Linked DNA regions of Mus musculus: region 2 is linked to region 1. The links are chromatin contacts, called in public HiChIP or PLAC-seq maps. All regions are on one chromosome and are shown on one strand. Each heading gives the region's core, a stretch centred on a gene start, on an enhancer-like site or on the middle of the called end of the contact. The rest is flanking DNA. Distances are from core to core; before and after follow the strand shown.

What was found. HiChIP or PLAC-seq counts read pairs in DNA pulled down with a chosen protein or histone mark.
Region 2: an H3K27ac HiChIP or PLAC-seq map of extraembryonic endoderm stem cells shows a contact between it and region 1, with 4 times the contacts expected there. The contact joins the promoter of Serpinb6c here to the enhancer-like site in region 1. A contact is called at or near these places in 8 of 39 promoter capture datasets (the 3T3-L1 cell line, 3T3-L1-derived adipocytes, cranial neural crest and 5 more), 1 of 484 Hi-C or Micro-C datasets (bone marrow-derived macrophages), 4 of 115 datasets of contacts at active chromatin or transcription factors (differentiating embryonic stem cells, extraembryonic endoderm stem cells, large pre-B cells and 1 more) and 1 of 9 other capture datasets (embryonic stem cells).

What each region holds. Positions count from the first base shown.
Region 1 is chr13:32,922,737-32,925,315 of GRCm38.p6, forward strand. It overlaps a transcript of Serpinb1c not described here and the pseudogene Gm18311. Among named protein-coding and RNA genes, the nearest start is that of Serpinb1c, 26 kb to the left of the region's middle. Within about 2 kb of position 1,280, at least 63 of the 459 cell types and tissues checked have an H3K27ac peak or open chromatin away from gene starts, as enhancers often do. A contact at or near this core is called in extraembryonic endoderm stem cells, where this site is marked.
Region 2 is chr13:33,903,882-33,906,460 of GRCm38.p6, forward strand. It overlaps Serpinb6c (serine (or cysteine) peptidase inhibitor, clade B, member 6c), which reads right to left and starts at 1,310. Exons shown (of 7, transcript NM_001382852.1): 1 at 1,227-1,310.

The DNA of each region.
Region 1 (2,579 bases), core at 30-2,529:
TTATGTGTGTACTAATAATAGAACTTATGTTGTGCATGTTCTAAAAACAGATTGTTGACTAAGCTATCTGACCAGCCTCTAAATTCCTTTTAGAGACTAAAAATAAGTTCCACTCTCCCATCTCTAATTACAGGTTCTGCTTCCCTCAGATCATTGTTGGCTTGTGCCCTGTACTGGGTGACAGCTCACCCAGACACATACACTTTTACTCCCTAAGCTGTGAAGGGAGACACCCATTTCATTGTAAACCATGGAGGGAGGTGTGCACTTTGTTGTAAGTCACAGTGAAAAGAGAACAAAGAATATCCGCGTTTTATGATCAAGTTGATTTGATTTGTTACTAGCTAGTTAACTGGCACTATTTTATGCCTACTGGATCTATGTGTATGTTGCTTGATAACTGAGTGGAATGAGTCTCTCATTGTCTTGGCAAAGAATTCAGCCCACATCTTGAATATCACAAGAGGCTTTATACTGCATATCGGAGCTCTGATGTCTGAGGATATAACTGCAAGCACTTGATCCAGAATTTTGCAGCCGCCACTGTAGAGATGTCAGATCTCCTTGCATCACTGTTAGTGAGTTTAGTGAACCCTTGCCTCTCAGGAACATCTTCAGCTTTGAACTGAATGGGCTTCTGGTGAGTGCAAATGGGGCGTCAGGTTGATTTTGTAAATGTAATGAGATTCCATCTTCAAGCGTGTGCAGGTGTTCTTTCACAGAAACTATAATTGGAATCCCTTTGTCTGAAGCCATGTCATGTTCCTCAAAGAAAGCAGACAAGGTAGGAACCACGTACACTTTATTTTCATCTTTTTTACCCCGAAAGCTGAAGTTTCAGTTGGAATGGTCAGATCTTTTCAGAAAAATTGAGGCATACTGCATTTGGTACTCACCAAACTGATAAATGTACTTCCTTCAAGATGGCAAAGATGTTAACTGAGTGAGCTATTTTTTTTACAATTCATATTTATCTATGAAAAAATACTTTAATCTGTGCTCTTGCTCTCTGATTCAAAAACACTTTACGTTAATCACAAAGCTCAAAAATACATTTTAAAAATGTTTCCTCACCACACCATCTCACTTCAGTGAGAAATAGCAGAGGTTTGGTGGGCGCATCCAACTGGTTGTGTAGCTGCAAAAAAACAGTCAACGGTGCTCTCCTTTACAAAGCTGATGGAACCTACTATGTTTTACTTATGTCTTGTAACTCTTGTTACAGCATCTTCATTGTTAATACTTGACAATGAATCATATAGTGAATTCCGATGACTTCTTGTGACTCATTCTCTATCAAGCACTGAAATCCCAATTGACATCCTAGTAGCTGGAACACGGTCTGTGCACACATCAGCATCCCTTCCTCAAGAGAAGTTGATCACTGTCATAAATGAATCAATTGTGCTAATAAATTGTTTGCAGTAACTGTTGTTTCAAGAGGTTTGCAAAGATAAATTTTTTAAAGTCTCCGTCATTAAAATACTTCACTTAAACCTATGAACAGTTTGCCACACCTGTAGACTCATCAGGCTGAATGCTGGATATTGAATACTTGAGGTGAAATAGCAATCAAGAATAGCAGACATGTCATCGATTCTTCTTCAGAGAGTGCCGTTAGATTAAAAAAGTTGCCATCAATTCCATGACAAATTCATCTCTGATCATAACTTGATCAATGTCTTTGGCTGCTGGCAACAGTAAATCTCCAGTGTTGGTGTGACATTTCATAGTTCTGTCAATTCTGAGTGACAGAATTCAAAGCTTCTCAGCTTCAGTAAGTTGGAGAAGACAGTACAGTGTGTGTGACTTTGGGTCTCAGACCTAAGGAGACCCAGGTCAAGAGCCTGGTCCTGGTAGGGTTTTGTGGCCTTCCTCAGGAAAGAGCACTTAAGATATTAGACAGCAAACATTAACAAGGGTCTGTGAAATATTTTCCTGTTTTCCTTGAGGCAGAAGAAACTGAAACAGAGCAGACTTCATCTGCAGAAGCTGGAGGAGCGACTCCTACTGAGCAGGAATGTGGAGGAGGGTGTTCCTTAAGGCTCTGGTGTGTTTATGACCAAGGAGGCAAGAATAAAGAGAAACAGATCTTAAATTCTCATCTACCCGACCCTCCCTCATGGACCCTCTCTCCCTCACACTTTCTGGATTTGTTCCTTTCATCAGACAACTAGGAAAGTTTACCTAGCTTCACCGCTGATTGCATGGATTTCTCTGTTAAAGCTGTTGAGATTCCATTCAGTAGGTGTGGCACATCCTTTTCTACTGATTTCCAGTTTCTACTGCTTCACCTTTGCTGCCCAGTTGGCCACTGGTCTTTTCCCTCTGCCGTCATATGTTTATTCATTACATACTTCAGCTGGTATGCCAGATAACAGGCTGGGTCCGGGAAATGAGGAGTGAAACTGCCCCAGCCTTCAAGTAGGGTGTGCAGTGACCCTGATCACACACTGGCAATTCAGTGCAAGCACAGCCTGTCTGGTCACCTGCCCTTTTGTCTCCCTGCCTGAGTCTCAGTGCAGCCAGCTCCCCTCGGCAGCATGACTCCTATTGGTGCCTTTTTTACTGCGTCTTTT
Region 2 (2,579 bases), core at 60-2,559, 980 kb after region 1:
CCCTAGATTTTCATGGTTAAAATGAGTTATATTGCTTATAATCCCAGCACTCAGGAGGTAGAAGCAGGTGGATCTCTGATTTCAAGCCCAGCCTGGTCTACAATGTGAGTTCCAGGACAGCCAGGGCTGTTATACAGAGAAACCCTGGGGAGGCAACAAAACCAAAACCAAAAGGGGGGGTTACATCTATTTCCAACTTTACCCCTTGTAACTGGTTTAATGATACCTCTTCAGAGAGAAGAATGTTACAGTAGCCTTAGCCTTCTACACAGCTCTCTGATGAGGCCCATTAAAGAAAAGCTGTTTCAGATCAAGAGAATGAACTCTAGCTATGGGCTGGGTATGTCTAACATTCCAGGCTACTCAAAAACAATCAGTACTAATCAACTGCCTAAGAGACCACACCTCGGAAGGAGATCCAGCTGGTGCCAAGATAAATATATGAGGGTAATAATTATCCCTTGAGAAGATAATGCACTTTCCCTTCCCAAAAGCCCGAATCTGTTATGTCCCTCCCAAGCTGCTGTGAGGCTCTGTTTGCTCTGGCCATCTTTCTGAGTCAAGACCTGGAAAAGCCTTGGTTTTTCTCTTTTTTCTCCCTTTTGTCTCTTACTTTCTGATTCCTGGCCACAGCTTAAAGATGTCTTCCTAGCTCTGTATTCGCTGTCCCTTTTTGCCATTTGGCTGCTTGCTGAACCTTCACCCTCACTCAATTAGCAAGGCCTTGTCTCCTCCTCTACTCCGTCTCAAAACCCTCAGAAGCTGTTCTCTGGCATTTCTTTCAAACTCTAATAAAACCGTGTTCTAGTTTCCTTCTGTGTCTATTCTAAATAAATAAATAAGTAAATAAATAAGGAATCTAAGAACTATTAGAGAAACTCAATTTTCCTAGAGACAAGTGGTCCTCCAAATAGGGCTACCTAAAATTTCCAGTAATATTGAAACCACAAGAATGCTATTTTTCTGTACTTTTAATTCTCAAAACAATTTTAAGAGAAAGGGACATTTCAGGTCTGTTACTAAGGGGCAGAGCAAGCTCAGCACAGCAAGGCTGTGAGTCTGCCAACAAAACAAAGAGAAAGGGAGAGAAAAGATAACTCAATCTAATCTGGAACAGAAATCAGATTAAAACTTTCTGCGTGTCTAGGCAGACACTGGATCCTTAACACTTCGCCTGACAAGAGTTTAGTAGAAAGCATATCAAAGTGATCAGGTCAGCTCCTTACCAGTATCCTTCTTCTTACACTGAGGGCCTCCAAAGACTTGTCGTTTGAGCCTAACTTCACAAAGACCATAACGTCTATAAAAGCAGGTCCAAAACCCTTGACACTCACTCCCAGGCCTCTTCATCCCCACCTCCTCCCACCTCCCCACCCCTGGTCCCCGCCCTCTGAGATTCCAAAGACTGTCTCTCGTGTCATGAGTCCTGGATCTCCAAGTCTGGGCAAGCAGTCACATGTGGATCCGGATCTGGGACACCGACCCCATCGTGAACAAATCAACTCCTCAGTGGGTGCTGAACTGACCAACGCCCCTTGCATCAGAGCCGAAGGCGTGGCCACCAGCTGGCCCAGAACACAAGGAGACTTACTCTCCAGACAGTGTCAAAGAACCACTGCAGCAACTGCATAATTCAAGATGAAACCCCTACCCCTGATCGCAGGTCTCTAGGCCAACGCCACACCCGCTCCTGCCACCCTCGTCCCCAGCGCCCTGTGCCAAAGCCTGCATCAGCCTAGCCTACCCCGACACTAGGTTCACCTGGAGATAGCAAGATGAGCAGAGATCTGAAAGGTACTGGCTGTGCCCAGGGCTACTGGCTGGGTGGAGAGGCAGGTGGAGACTGGAGCTCTGGGCGCTGGCCTATTGTGTTAGGAAATGCAGAGGGCAGGGCTAGGTTACCTGAGCCTAACAATGCAGCAGCCCACCCTTTGTCTCCTGGCCACCCGGTTGCCAATCCAGCTGCGGATTTTTCTGGTCCTGAATGCCTTTTCTAAGAATGCCTTTTCTAACAGCAAGCTCAACAGGAGCTGGAGGCTCTGGGTGGTTTCCTACAGAGGACTAGAGTGTGGTTTCACCAGCCTTCTCATTCTGCATTTGTCAAGTTGATAAATGCATTAGGTGAGTTATAGCAAAGCTCTTATGACCTCATCATTCCACAAACCCCCCACCCACCTCCTAATACTTCACATGAGGGATTGGCTTCATCATGAGTTGTGCTGGAGACACTTAAAGCACAGCACTCCAGGCTCTTATGAGGAAGGCATCTGTTTGCTGAGCCCACAGAGAAAGCAATTGGGTATAACAGGATTCTATTGTCTAGTTATCACTACAGCGTTTCTCAAACTTTGCCTCCAAAACACTGTTTCCCTTCCTGTTTTAAAGGGCCGTCAGCTTGTCTCAAAACAACTAAGACCTTCACAAGGACAGAGGTTCTTCTCAGCCTATGAGCTAACTACCATAACTTCATAGGTAGGCAAAATCCTCTAGAAAAATCACAATCCTGTCTTTTCAGAAAGTTTATGTGTGAGCATCAGCTTTAAGAAATTTTATTATATAGCTGGGTAGTATTGGAAAAA